2 separate regions of the Mus musculus genome follow, and region 2 is linked to region 1. Evidence: chromatin contacts called from public ChIA-PET data. All regions are on one chromosome and are shown on one strand. Each heading gives the region's core, a stretch centred on a gene start, on an enhancer-like site or on the middle of the called end of the contact. The rest is flanking DNA. Distances are from core to core; before and after follow the strand shown. Region 1 holds the start of Zfp414 (zinc finger protein 414). Region 2 holds the start of AA388235 (expressed sequence AA388235).

What was found. ChIA-PET counts read pairs in DNA pulled down with a chosen protein or histone mark.
Region 2: an RNA polymerase II ChIA-PET map of memory CD8 T cells shows a contact between it and region 1, with 114 read pairs. The contact joins the promoter of AA388235 here to the promoter of Zfp414 in region 1. A contact is called at or near these places in 2 of 115 datasets of contacts at active chromatin or transcription factors (memory CD8 T cells and pancreatic cancer cells) and 1 of 9 other capture datasets (adipose tissue).

The regions. Positions count from the first base shown.
Region 1 is chr17:33,625,046-33,632,616 of GRCm38.p6, forward strand. Zfp414 (zinc finger protein 414) reads left to right here and starts at 4,047. Exons shown (of 6, transcript NM_026712.3): 1 at 4,047-4,171; 2 at 4,752-5,034; 3 at 5,322-5,429; 4 at 5,531-5,636; 5 at 6,084-6,418; 6 at 6,497-6,671. The coding sequence starts at 4,169. The coding sequence ends at 6,561.
Region 2 is chr17:33,977,677-33,985,247 of GRCm38.p6, forward strand. AA388235 (expressed sequence AA388235) reads left to right here and starts at 3,816. Exons shown (of 1, transcript NR_033305.1): 1 at 3,816-7,571. It also overlaps the pseudogene H2-K2.

The DNA of each region.
Region 1 (7,571 bases), core at 2,797-5,296:
TTATTAGACGCGTTCTCACGCCCGGCCAGGAAGAACACCACAGACCAGAATCTTCTGCGGCAAAACTTTATTGCTTACATCTTCAGGAGCAAGAGTGTAAGAAGCAAGAGAGAGAGAAAACGAAACCCCGTCCCTTTTTTAGGAGAGTTATATTTCGCCTAGGACGTGTCACTCCCTGATTGGCTGCAGCCCATCGGCCGAGTTGACGTCACGGGGAAGGCAGAGCACATGGAGTGGAGAACCACCCTCGGCACATGCGCAGATTATTTGTTTACCACTTAGAACACAGCTGTCAGCGCCATCTTGTAACGGCGAATGTGGGCGCGGCTCCCAACATTGCACTAAAGTCAAATCTAAGTGGATTAAAGGAACTCCACATAAAACCAGAGACACTGAAACTTATAGAGGAAAAAGTAGGAAAAAGCCTCGAAGATATGGGTACAGGGGAAAAATTCCTGAATAGAACAGCAATGGCTTGTGCTGTAAGATAGAGAATCAACAAATGGGACCTCATAAAATTGCAAAGCTTCTGAAAGGCAAAAGACACTGTCAATAAGACAAAAGGGCCACCAACAGATTGGGAAAGGATGTTTATCTATCCTAAATCAGATAGGGGACTGATATCCAATATATATAAAGAACTCAAGAAGGTGGATGCCAGAAAATCAAATAACCCCATTAAAAAATGGGGCTCAGAGCTAAACAAAGAATTCTCACCTGAGGAATACCGAATGGCTGAGAAGCACCTGAAAAAATGTTCAACATTCTTAATCATCAGGGAAATGCAAATCAAAACAACCCTGAGATTCCACCTTACACCAGTCAGAATGGCTAAGGTCAAAAATTCTGGTGACAGGAGATGCTGGCAAGGATGTGGAGAAAGAGGAACACTCCTTCGTTGTTGGTGGGATTGCAAGCTTGTACAACCACTCTGGAAATCAGTATGGCACTTCCTCAGAAAATTGGACATAGTACTACCAGAAGATCCCTCAATACCTCTTCTGGGCATATATCCAGAAGATGTTCCAACCGGTAAGAAGGACACATGCTCCACTATGTTCATAGCAGCCTTATTTATAATAGCCAGAAGCTGGAAAGAACCCAGATGCCCCTCAACAGAGGAATGGATACAGAAAATGTGGTACATTTACACAATGGAGTACTACTCAGCTATTAAAAAGAATGAATTTATGAAATTCCTAGGCAAATGGATGGACCTAGAGGGCATCATCCTGAGTGAGGTAACCCAATCACAAAAGAACTCACACAATATGTACTCACTGATAAGTGGATGTTAGCCCAGAAACTTAGAATACCCAAGATATAAGATACAATTTGCTAAACACATGAAACTCAAGAAGAATGAAAATCAAAGTGCAGACTCTTTGCCCCTTCTTAGAATTGGGAACAAAACACCCATGGAAGGAGTTACAGAGACAAAGTTTGGAGCTGAGATGAAAGGATGGACCATCTAGAGCTGCCATATCCGGGGATCCATCCCATAATCAGCTTTCAAATGCTGACACCATTGCATACACTAGCAAGATTTTGCTGAAAGGACCCAGATATAGCAGTCTCTTGTGAGGCTATGCCGGGGCCTAGCAAACACAGAAGTGGATGCTCACAATCATTTATTGGATGGATCACAGGGCCCACAATGGAGGAGCTAGAGAAAGTAACCAAAGAGCTAAAGGGATCTGCAACCCTATAGGTGGAACAACAATATGAACTAACCAGTACCCCCGGAGCTCATGTCTCTAGCTGCATATGTATCAGAAGATGTCCTAGTCGGCCATCAGTGGAAAGAGAGGCCCATTGGTAGTGCAAACTTTATATGGGGAAGGCCAGGGCCAAGAAGTGGGAGTGGGTGGGTGGGGGAGTTGGTGGGGGAGTGTGGAGGGGACTTTTGGGATAGCATTCGAAATGTAAATGAAATAAATACCTAATAAAAATTTTTTCAAAAAAAAAAAAAAAGAGTTGCCTTGGTCATGGTGTCAGTTCACAACAGTAAAATCCTAACTAATACACCCATTAAGGGGTGGAATTTGGTAAGGCAGATTCAAATGTCTTTGAGTCATTTCTCCCTCAGTAAGTAACCCCTTGCCTATATCCCTGTAGTAACTTAAGAAAACCCTTGATCCACTATAGTGGCTTTGGTGTTATTCATACTTTGCTCTGTCATGGGTTATTTATCTAAGGTGAGTAGAAGTGTTTGTGTTTCCCTGGAAAAAGTCTTGTCATACAACTGATCCTACCATAGAAATATGACGACCTAAGTTCATATCCCCAGATACCAGGTAAATGCCAGGTGGGCACTATGGCCCACCTGCAGCTTCAGCCTCAGACAGTAGAGACCGTGCATCCCCAGAGCAAGAATAGTCATATTGTTGAGCTCTGAGTTTGATTTTGAGGTCCTGTCTCATCGAATAAGGAGGAAGAGGCCTGGAGGATTATTCCCCACTGCAACCACCAGCCTCCATATGCACAAGCCACAAAGTGAACATGTACCCACAAATGTGAGTATGCACCTGCAAACAAATACCCCACAAACATGTGTGCATATATACATGCAACCACATACACAAAAATGGAAAAACAAACATTCATCAATGACTACTTCAGAAACCATGGTTTCTCTCTCTTCCACCTCTTGAAAGTCCTACAGGAGCCAGGCGTGGTGGCGCACGCCTTTAATCCCAGCACTCGGGAGGCAGAGGCAGGCAGATTTCTGAGTTCGAGGCCAGCCTGATCTACAGAGTGAGTTCCAGCCAGGGCTACACAGAGAAACCCTGTCTCGAAAAAACAAAACAAAAGAAAGAAAGAAAGAAAGAAAGAAAGAAAGAAAGAAAGAAAGAAAGAAAGGAAGGAAGAAAGGAAGCCCTACAGGACTCACCCAAGTTCTCTTTCTGACCTCCATACCAACATCTTTATTCTGTTTCAATAGTGCAGAGGTCTCGCCCTTGCTTACGAAAGGGGAGCTTGCTCTTTGCCAGCTCAGGACATCTGCGCCAGCTTGCTGTAGTGCTCTGCTTCTGTAGGCATCAAGGCACAGCTCAAGTCACCCCCTTAGACAGGCTTCCCTGACTCCTCATTTCACATCAGTTTTGTTTGTTTTCTTATCTCCTAGGATAGATCCAAGATCATTTTTCTGCTGTTGTTGATTTATTGTCTCTCCATTTTCTTGGTTGACTAGAGACTCCCAAGAGCAGTACTAAGTTCCTGGCACATAGGATGCACTTAAGGAAAGTAGGGTGGGCAGGCGACCTCTCAGTAGTAGTGCACTTGGGATTCATTTTCACACCTCTCGACCTGTGGAATTTGCTTGTTCCTGAAGATCCATTAGTTAGAGTGTTTCTCACATTGGGCTATTACAACAGATTCGTACTTGCTGCACACTGGATGTGCTGAAAATTTTATGGTGCTTGCTAGGAAGATGGGTCTGTGCAGACACAAGGGACCAGGGTTCAAACCCACAATCATGTAAATGAGAAAGAGTTTGGATCTCTAGCCCTCCCTGTGAGGCATAGCAGCTTCCTGTAATCAGGGCCCTTTGGAGGTGGACACAGGAATCTTCTGACAAGTAAGTTAGCTAGCTAGGTGGGAACTGGTGAGCTCCAACTTCAGTGAGAGATGTTGCCTCAGTGAATGAAGTGGAGAGCAATGAAGGAAGACAATGTCTACCTTGGACCTCCGCTCTTACCTGCTCACATCTGTGCATATACATATTCATTTGTACGTGTATGTGTACAGAGCTAAGGATGTGGCTTGCTTTGTAGAGAGTTTGCCTAGCATATATGAAAACTCTGGGTTTGATACTCAGTACCACCTAAAACCTGGTGTATTGGCATCTAAGTTCAAGGTCAACTTCTGTGTAAGGCCAACCTGGGCTATAAAAGTGGGGAGGGGAAGAGCTTTTGTCAGTTTTCTCTGAAATTTAAGACCAATCAAAAGCAGACCTTCTCTGTTTCTGTATAAGAGCTGCAGTGTAGTCTCAGGCCCCTCCTTCTAGAGAAGCGCCCAGAATTAGGCCACACCCCATGTCTCGCGAGATCTGAGAAGCGGGAAAATGGCGCCGATGTGAGCGAGAGACCGTGTCGCCGAGGAAGACGCCCCTGCTGGAGCCAGAGCCTCCGAAGGCACGGGAACCAGAGGTGTAACTGAGTAGAGGATGGTGAGCGCAGCACCCCGCACGCGGACGCGGAAGAGCAGCGGGACTGACAGGGAACGGTCCTGCCGCGCGCCCCCCTCCAGCTGACCCCGCCCCCACATCCGGGTCCCCGCCCGCCTCTGACTGTCACTTAGCTTTCGTCCAGCCCTGAAGGCCGGGCCACACCCACTCTCCTAGAGTTCAGTCCCTAAATTTAACACGTATTGGCTCAGAGCGTCTATCTGCTCAGCTCTAGCTTAGCCAGTATTCCCCATCATCACACGATCCACTGTAGGCCCTCCAGCATTTCCTAGTTGCTCCTCTAGGCCACACCTCCGCCCCTAGTGCCTCTCCTGCCAAAATTGAGGAAGGGATGTTAATGCTGCTTTTTTATGCATAATCCCTGATAACTCCTGCAATTGGAATTAGGAGACAGTAGCTCGGTCTGCCCTTATCTCCCGTATCTTGCTGGTGACTCAGAAAGTGGAATGACTGGGTAATATCTGGTGAGTGTTGAAGGAGTCTGTCTTGTGGACCTTTGTAGTAGAAGGGCATCTGTCTGACCTAGGGATCCCAGCCTGATTTTAGCCACTTCTTGCACCAGGAGGAACCATCCAGGCCCAGCTCGGACACGCTGACCACTGTAGAATCCAGCTCCGGTGAGCCAGACAAGGAGGTGGCATCTCCAGATGGGGCAGCTCCAGCCACTTTTTCCTCCGTGGAGGAGCCCAGCCCTAACCCAACAGCCATGCCACCAGTGTGGGACCATGGAGGACCTCTGCAGCAAGTTGCCTATCCAGCCTCAGACAGTTGCCAGACTGGCTCAACCAACACAGGCGTGGGGACCAATGAGGACCTTCGGTTGCCCAGACGCCGTCCACCGCCAGGTTATCTGTGGACCTTTCTGGGGAGTCACATGCCTTTGATAGGGCTGAGATGGTGCAAGACAAGGAATCACCTTTTATCCCATTGCGGGGGTGGGGGGGTGGGGTGGGGGGTGGTCTTCACCATTTACTGAGCACCTTGTCAATATGTCAGGTGTGGCTCCAGAGATGAACTAAACCAATCCAGCCCTTCCGGGCAGTTTATTCTGACAGTGGCTGGGTGGGGAGTAATCAAGGCTTTTGGGTAGGTCAGTAAGGAAGAGAGTAATGACACCCATTCGTTCCTGCAGGGAAACAAATACCCTGCTCTAGCCCCGGCTGCTGCCTCAGTTTCCCCAGTGTTCGTGATCTAGCACAGCATCTCCGTACCCACTGCCCACCCACACAGTCACTGGAAGGTAAGATGAGGGTTGCTGATAGTGAAGCAGATAGGCAGAGCCCCCCCCCCCAGAGTTAGTCTTAACCACCCCACTCCACATCTGCACTTTATCCCTACCAGGCAAACTCTTCCGATGCTCCGCGCTGAGCTGCACTGAGAGTTTCCCCAGCATGCAGGAGCTGGTAGCCCACGGCAAGCTGCATTACAAGCCCAACCGCTACTTCAAGTGAGAGCCTGACCATCCCCCTCTTTCAATTCCCAGATCTTTAGTGCTTCTTAGTGTGTGTGGAGGAAGGGTGGGTTGAAGTATGAGTGTGGCCTGGGAAACCAGCTCCAACCATGCATGGAAAACAGATGGGAATTAAGTCATTCTGGCTACGGGCTCAGTTTGGAGGTGCAGGGTATACATGCCGTGGTTCCGTCCAGTTCTACCTCATGTCTTATGTGGAAAACTGGCACTTAAGTAAAACCAAACTTGAGATTCTGAGCTGGAAAGGTCCAGAAGAATTAAGACTACAGTAAAGGAGGGCCTGTAGGCCAAGCTCCTTTACTTTGTGTGCAGTACTACAGAGATTCTGATATAGATACCCTTCCTACATCTTGGTCCCTGGGAAGCAGTGGATAGGCCCTTCCTGTTGCCCAGGATATAGTCCAGTACTGTGCCTGCCCCCAGGTGTGAGAATTGCCTCCTGCGCTTCCGCACTCACCGTTCACTCTTCAAGCATCTGCATGTTTGTATAGACCATGGTCAGAACCCAGCCCCGCCACCACCCCCTGCCCTGGACAAAGAGCCACCTGTACCCGAGCGTCCCCCAGAGTCCGACCCTTCGTCTTCCCTGGGCCTGCCATTCCCACTACTTGAGCCTTTTACCTCTGCCCCCACTGGGCCCTTCCTTCCATACTTGAACCCTGCACCCTTTGGCCTGAGTCCCCCTCGACTGCGCCCATTCCTGGCTGCCACTCCAGGGCCACCAGCATCCAGCACTGCCATCTGGAAGAAGAGTCAAGGTGAGTATAGGAGCAGGTTGCCTGCAAAGCTGGCTGAGCCCACCTTTATTCTGAACTTGAACTGCTTCTTTCCTGCAGGCGCTACCAGTAGTCCCAGAAGACCTCAGGGTGGCTCTGATGCGCCCTCAGGTGCGTGCAGGTGACCACCAGGGCAGGGTGGAGGGGCCTTCATTCCTATGCCCTGTGTGGGCCTTGCGAATGCTGGAAAGCAGCAGTGCCTGTCCCTTAAAATACATGATTTTTACCTTTAAAATGACTGGTACCTATGCCTTCATCTGCGCTGGCGTTCCTGTGTAAACATTTGTGTCTTGTCCAATCTCTGAGTGCTCTTCTCCGGTGGTGGATCCAGGGATAGGAGGCAAATGTGGTGCCTGCGGTGATGGGCAGTCAAGCCCAGGAAAAAGAATCCAGCTTGCCTGGACCCTGGCAGCTGAGGGGGATGGACCCAGGGAAAAGTCTAATCTGTTCTGGCCAACGTCTACCATCCATGGTTGAAAGGCTTTCTGGAGGGAGACTGAGGTGCCTGCAGGGTACCTGGCTCCCAGCCACATCACGTGGAAACACACAGATGGCTGCTATTTGTGTATGCAGTGTGTGACTTCTTCAAGAGCCTCACGGTCCACTTCCAGGACCATCACCCTGGTCACCCCACAGCCCTGACACCTGGGTTCCTTGGTGCCAACACCCAGTTGGATAAGGCTGAGCAATGTTCAGGCATAGAGCTAGAAGCAAGGGATGAGACCTAGGCTCAGCTGGCCCCCCCTCAACTCTATACAGACTCAACCCTGTTTGCTCCTGGGGTGTCACAACTGTCAGAGGGGGAGAAGCTAGTTTTATGGAAGCTTTGAAACAGCTCTGTTGAACTGAGTGGGAAGGAATACAGAGAGTTTTGTAATTTGAGGGAGGAGGGGACAATAGAGGAGGCACGTTGAGCTAGTGTGTGCTGTCTTGGGTCCCTTACCCCCCAGATAAGATTTTTTTTCTAATTTTTTTTATTTTTTGAGAAAGTATGAGAGTGTATGTGTGTACACAAGTGTAATTAATGCTCATGGAAGCCAAAAGAGGGTATAGGAGCCCCAAGCACTTGTAAGCTGTCGGGATGGGTGCTGGGAACCAAACTTGGGTCTTCTGTAAGAGCAGTATGAGAGTGAAT
Region 2 (7,571 bases), core at 2,566-5,065, 350 kb after region 1:
AGACAGGGGCATCACCCCAGCTGAGGGTTTCTTCTTCCCCAGGACTGAGCCCCAGCCCCAGGGCAGAGGGAGGAGCTGCCCGCGGCCCCTGCACCTGTGCGCAGCAGCGTCGCGTTCCCGAGCTCCAGGTATCTGCGGAGCGACTCCATGCACGCGCCCTCCAGGTAGGCCCTCTCTCTTTCTGCAACACCAACCTGTTCCAGTTTTTGTCCAGTAATCTGAGCTGCTATGTCTGCTGTCGTCCACGTTTTCAGGTCTTCGTTCAGGGCGATGTAATCCTGGCCATCGTAGGCATACTGCCAGTACCCACGGAGGAGGCGCCCGTCGGACCCCACCTCACAGCCAGACATCCGCTGGTAAGTGTGAGAGCCTGCGGGACCCCGCGGTCAGCACCCCCTGACCCCCCTCCCGTGTTCTGCCGGACCCGACCACTAGCGGACACCTACAAACTGAAAGGGACCAGTGCTGGGTTGTGGTTCTGCTCCCGAACCTCGGACTTGGGGCCCGGGAACTTTCCATCTCAGGTCTCCTTGTCCGGACATGGAGGGGTTGTGACATCCGACCCTGGGTCACCCACCGCCCTCGCTCTGGTTGTAATAGCCGCGCAGGGTCCTCAGGTTCACTCGAGAAATCTGCTCCGTGTTCTTGGCGACCTGTGTCTCCCGCTCCCAATACTCCGGCCCCTCCTGCTCCATCCATGGCGCGCGCGGTTCCATCCTCGGATTCTCCGCGTCGCTGTCGAAGCGCACGAACTGCGTGTCGTCCACGTAGCCGACAGCGATGAACCGGGGCTCCCCGAGGCCGGGCCGGGACATGGCGGTGTGGAAATACCGCAGCGAGTGTGAGCCTGGGGGCGGAAAGCGGTGAGACCCCGACTTCCTCCCAGGACCACGGGCGGGTGCGCGGGCTGGGAGGGGAGCAGGACGCGGGGCTGGAGACGCTGGTGGAGATCGGGTGAAAGATCAGATAAGCCACACAGGGACGAGGCTACCCCGGTGTTGGCCCCGCCCCTCCCCGCAGAGGCTGTTTCCCTCCCGACCCCGCACTCACCCGCACAGGTCTGAGTCGGGGCCAGGGCGGCCTCCAGCAGCAGGAGCACTGTGCGCCAAGCCATCCAATCCTATCTGGGATCCGGGGCATCTGAGTTCTGCTAGCTGTGTGGACTTTGCCTCCGCGAAGCTGGTTGGTTCCCCAGGAACGCGCCACCCATTGGGTGTGAGACCTGTAGGCGTGTCATCAGTGTCCTGACAGAAGCGCCTGACCCAGGTTAGGAGCAGAAGTGAAACTGACCAGATGGGGAATCCCCAGCCCTGGGCTTCCCCAGCCCTGACCTCATACACTGGAGACTAGGACTTTGCCTGAACCCTGTGCTGTGGAGTCTCTAAGTCCTGATCCAGAAGCTGTCAGGACACCAGGAGAGACTCTCAGGCCAGACTCTCTATGTCCTCTCCTCCACCCTTCCTCTTCCTTCTTCTCTTCAGAAGTCACACCCTAGTGTCTTCTAGAAGAAAAGCCACTTCCGGGAATACAATGGGGACACAAGCGCTTGGGGACGCAGTGGAGAGAGGTTTCTCCTTAAAGCAGAGGCGCTGGCCTGCAAGCCCACACGGACCCCACAGAGACCAGGCTCTGTTCACCTGCAAGGGGTGGTTCACACTGCCAAGCCTGAGTGCAGGACTCTCATCTGTTAAGTGTAGACTTTGCTCTCCCCTTAGGATTTGTCTTCTCAGCCTCAGGGTTAGAGGCTTCTGAGATTGTCCAAGTGGATTGTCGTTGTCTCAGCACAGGAGACCCCCTTGTCCACTGAAGAGAGACCCCTGTGCAGACCACAGACAGCAGGGCACTGATCGCTGTCTCCACTGCACTTCTCTGTGTCTGCACGTCCAAGGTACATTTGTTTTAGTGACTTAATCACAGTAGGAGAGGAGCTGTCACCGACTATACCACAGAAAAAGGATGATAGTGTGGTAGAAGTTATGTAATTTCTGACCCTCTCCCTCCCTCCCTGACCTTCACTCACACTTAAGAGCTGATGAGGTGAGAGACATGAATGTCACAGCTGTGTGGGACACTGGATCTGATAACTGAGTTGGCCCCAGAGTTCCTCACGCCTGTGCAGTGTGGACACTGGAAGAAAGATGATCCTCATGCCAGAGAGCACACACTGGTGTTTCGAGGTTTCACCCCTGATCAGTGATATTGGGAAAGATTAAGTTTACACAGGTTTTGGTTGTGTGGAGTTTGACCTGACCTCTCCCCCGTTTCCCTGAGAACTTGATGCTCTTAGGTTTCATCCTGACTAGGGAAGCAACTGGCCTTAAGCAGCTCCACAGAAGGATCTGTCTCTGTTACTTTTCTTCTGTTTTATCCTGTTTTTATAAGGCAAGGTGGGTCTCCACAGATGACCATGTTCATCAGGCTGGCCTTGAACTCACAGAGTTCGCCTGTCTGCTGGGATTAATGGCCTGTGTCATCACACTTGGCTTTCGTTACTTTTCTACGACTATAAGACGTTGGGACCCCATCAAGTTGTGAATGTTTTTAATCTGTTCTCTACTTTCAGAGAATGTGAATCCATGACGGCAGAGGAAAGACATGGTACAAGAACAGTGTAAGCTCACACATCTATCTGCATACCAAAGGAGAGACACTGGGAACAGTGGGAGTCGCTCCTCCCCACCCTCCCATCAGTGCTTCATTGGCTTGCTCTCTCATGAGGTCACAGCTCAGTGGGTCAGCCATGTCCCTGCACTCACACTGGTCCTTGCTGTCTTCTGAGAGCACTGTCAGAAAGCACAGGTGTCGATCACACGTTGGCTTGTTCCAGTGGCAGTCGAGAGTTGTAGGCGTAGGACACAGTGTTCAAGGCGTCCTTGTAACGGTCCATGCATATGGTGATGCATTCCTGCTCAGAGTTGTCCAAGGAGCCCCAGGCTTCCTGATGCACTTCCTGAAACGCCTGTCAGTCATCTTGAGCAGCTCCTGCTCATGCGCAATGGCGGTCTGCACGTTCACCTGCTCTATAATGGTCCCTGGTCCAGCTTTCCGCAACCTACGCCATTAAAGTCCAGCCAGACCACAGGCACAGCCAAACGCAGGTGCCTGGAGCCTGGAAATGTTTAAAACCTCAATGCCCAGCCCAGTGACACTTCTCCAACCAAGCCACACCTCCAATCTTTCTCAAGAGTTCCATCTGCTGGATATGAAGGATTCATTCCTATGAGCCCGTGTGGCTGTTCTCATTCAAACCAGCATAGCGTTCACTATGAAATGGAAGAGACCAGCAGGGTTCTGCAGATGTGTCCAGTGCAATCTGACAGAGATACCCTCCAACAGGGGACTCTGCGGAGTTAGGTCTCCCCCTTTGCCTCTGTCCCCTCCTGCTCAGCCCCTCTCTGTCTCTGTCCTCAGGCCTCTCCCCATCAGTGCCCAGCTCCCCTCCCTCCTGAGCTATGCACTGACACTGTCTCTTCCTGGGCCTCTAGTTTCTCTCATGTGCTCAGCAGCAGGCTGTGGATCAGCTGTGTGGTTTTGATGTGAACATTCCAGTGGTGGCTGGAGAGATGGCTCAGAGCTGAGAGCACGTGTTCCTTGTTGGGAGCCGCCCCACATTCGCTGTCACAAGGTGGCGCTGACATCCTGTGTTCTAAGTGGTAAACAAATAATCTGCGCATGTGCCAGGGTACTCCTCCCCCCATGTACTCTGCCTTCCCCGTGACTACAACTCGGCCATGGGCTGCAGCCAATCAGGGAGTGATGCATCCTAGCAAAAATATAGTTCTCCTTAAAGAGGGAGGGGGTTTCCGCCATCTCTCTCTCGCTGGCATCTCTCTGGCTCTGCGCGCCTTGCGCTCTCTCGCTGCCTAAAGATGTAACAATAGGACTCGGCGCTCTGGCGCGCCCTCGCTCTCCCGCGCGCTCTGGCGCTCTGGCCCCATAAAGATGTAAGCAATAAAGCTTTGCCGCAGAAGATTCTGGTTGTTGTGTTCTTCCTGGCCGGGTGTGAGAGAACGCGTTTGTAACAGTTCCTGTTGCAGAGGATCCAGGGTGAGTTCCATCAGCACATGGTGGCTGTCAACCATCTGCAACTTCAGTTCCCAGGGATCGAATGCTAGTGCTAGTGCACATACATATTCACATACAAAAATGATTACATCTCATGACAATAAAATTTTAAAAATATGATTTGAAAAATACTCCTTCTCTTTCTCCTACACATCCAGAGTGTGAGGACAGGAGTGGAGGGCACAGGAATGTTTGGACATCACTGTCCCACCAGCCAATGAAGAGCGCTCTGTAACAGGACAGGAAAAGATGGTTGAAATAGAGTGTATTGAAATGACAATTTGTCAAAAAGCATAAAATTAAAAATACAGATGATATTTCATTTTATGAACCTACCATGCCCAGTGGGTCACAGCCTCATCCCAGGAAGAAGACACAGTGTGTGCTCATCTTTGCACTTGAGCTGATGTGAGTTTTTGATTCCCTATGAACAAGATAAATTCGACTCAGACGTTTGAATGCTAATTTGTAACAGCCCATGACATCCCAACATCCAGAGCATTCCTGCAGAGAAAGGTGTCCCCTTTCCCATCTTCCCTCCCACTGCAGACCCTCCAGAGTCTCACCTGTTGAAGATGAAAGAGAAGCATCGCATTCTTGGGCAACAGCGCCGCCTGGTGGAAGAAACAAAGAGGACAGCGTCTGAACCCACAGAGCTGAGGGTAAAGGGGATCCAGGCTGCTGAGCTGCCCCAGGGCCTCCTTCCTATCTGCACTTCTCCAGGGCTCTCAGGTCTCAGGCCGCCCTGCTCTCATCAAACTACATCCAGAAGAACTTTACGTGCTTTTCCAGCCGTGGGAAGAAAACTCCCTGTAAGAGGGGAGGCAGGAGGCAGAGCCATGGGTGCTAAAAGGAGCTGCAAAGCCCCAGAGAGCAGTTCCAGAACTCGGACAGGGACCATGGTGATGATTCTTTGATGTCAGCTACATGTGGGGTTAACTAAAACCTCAAAATGGAGGGCAGCATCTGTGAGGTGTTTTTGCTTAATTTGAAGTGTGAAAATCAATTTCTGATCCTTTTCTTTGAGGTAGGAAGACACAGGTGTAAACCAGAATATTTGAGCAGGAGCCCCTCCCACTTTTTGCTCTGGGCCATGACTTCTGCTGGAAGCCTACATGAAGACCTGGAAGAAGGAAAGGCTTGCTCTGTGTCTGCTTGCTCTTCTGGTTTCTACAGTTGCTGATTCAGGCATGGTGTTTCCCTACTGAGAGGACTGGACTGTACCTGCTGGTTCCTGTATGGGGTCTGCTGGCCAAGAAGTCTGGACTGAAGCTGTTGATTCGTATTTGGTGTTTGCCATGGGACTGAACTGCTGACAAAGAAAATTGAGCTTGCCCCCCAAAAGCTATTGTTAAACAGGTCCACTTCCCCCATATCTAAATAACTTTTCTCTTCCACTACCTCTTCTGGATTGTGAGCAAAAGGAGAGGCTAAACATTTTGTTATTATTATTTATTATTATTACCATTATTATTATTATTAAAACTATCTTTCTTTCTCCCCCTCTTTCTTTCTTTCTTTCTTTCTTTCTTTCTTTCTTTCTTTCTTTCTCTCTCTCTCTCTTTCTTTCTTTTTTCGAGACAGGGTTCTCTGTATAGCCCTGACTGTCCTGGAACTCACTTTGTAGACCAGCTGGCCTCAAACTCAGACGTCTGCCTGCCTCTGCCTCCCAAGGGCTTGGATTAAAGGCGTGTGCCACCAATGCCTGGCCAGATAGTAGAGAAAGAACGACTGAGAGAAAAAGAGAGAGAGAAACCCCAGAATCTAATCTCCTTCCCTTTGTTTGCTCCATGACCAGAACCTTTAAGATCTTGTGACCACTGCTACTTATTCTACACCCACTCAACAACCACATACCTACCACCCCACTCTTGGGAATGAGGGCTTAGTGTGTATAAAATTGTTTCCCGCTTTCTGGGAATGATGATATCTCTCAGGGGCACCAAGGCAATGAGGATAATGGTCAAGTCCTAAGAAAGCAAGCTGTAACATTTGCTGTGCATTCGCTGTGTGCTAGGAAGGTGCAGGGCTTAGCTGAATCCTTGGGTGGGGCAGTCTTTGAGGCTGCAAGATTAGCTATTTTGAAGTTGTTCTGGATGCATAATTTTGAGGGGCCAGCCATTAAGGCAGTTTGAGGTTGGATCATTTAGGCTATTTGTCTTGTCTTCTTTGGTGTCTGGTCCTTTCTCTGTAAACACACAAACTTTTATAGGTGATATGCATTTCTACATTAACACATGTATGGAATGTACAGTGTGCACAGAGCTTTATAACTCTGTTTGCGCTATATACTCAAGCTGCAATATAAATATCCACTTGTGCCACATGAAAGGATAACCTCATAAGTCATGTGGACTTTGTAGCCAACAAGATTTATTGGACATGAATAGCTGACATCCTGGCTGGAGACATTCCATTCTTGGCCTTCTTCATAGCTGTTTCCACATAGAGGGATGAGAATTCATGTTTTGTTTAGTTTTGTTGATCTGCTTGTTGTCTTCATTTTTGCAGCCAAGATTTTCAGGATGTCTCCTCTGGTCAAATCTCATCTTTATGAATTTTGAAGGAAGTTATAGCTTTACTTTTCATGTTGAAACAAAGGCAAACCATTTCCCTGAACTCAACACATTTCCTTCCTTCCATTCTGAGGTTCTCACATATGTGCGCCAATCGAATCCAACAGTCCTTTCTCAACTCCAGGGTTGTTCAGCAGCTGTGTTACCTGTCTCTAGACCTATAACCAGACTTCAGACAAAGTAGATTCCAGGAGGGAAGGTGGAGTGTGTAGTCCATGAGGAGTAACCCTGCACTTCTGTGCACTCATGTAAGGAGCTTGACGAGTTTGCTAATTCATTAAGTAGCATGTGGGGAACATGTGTGGGAATGGATTCTGAGGGTGTGGGATAATAGTGGAAGGAACATAAAACTGGGTCAGGCTGAGTTTTTTGACATGGGTCCACTGTGTAAAGATTGTAGCTTTAGTATGGAAGATTTCACATTTTAAAAAGTTGTCAAGACTGTGTTTGAATCTTTAGCTGAAGTGGTTATGGAAAGATGGTCTACTGAAAAGGAGTTGAAGATGTCTAATATGTCTTGGCTTAGTGTTGATGGAGGGATTTACAGCTGAGGGAATATGCAATGGTGGAGTGGTCATGCTGTGTGAAACCTAATTCTTTAGCCATGGGACAGCCCAGAAGACACGCCCTTCACTGATCATATAAGGCACAAAATGTTGAGAGGGCACCAGCACATTTGAAGAGCTTTGTCGTCGTCCTTTTCCTTGTGCAGACCTTAGGGTTGGAGATCCTGCTGCTGCTGAATTGAATGAATTAAATGCAGTGGGTTTAATTCTCAACAGCGCCCAATTGCCAAAGGCAGGGTGATTGTAATTACCACAATGGGAAGCAGAGACAACATAATGTCCACAGTGGACTGCCCTACCCAGAATGGTCATCTCTGGCAGCATGAATTTTATAGTGTCTTGACTCCCAAGGAACTTTGGTCGT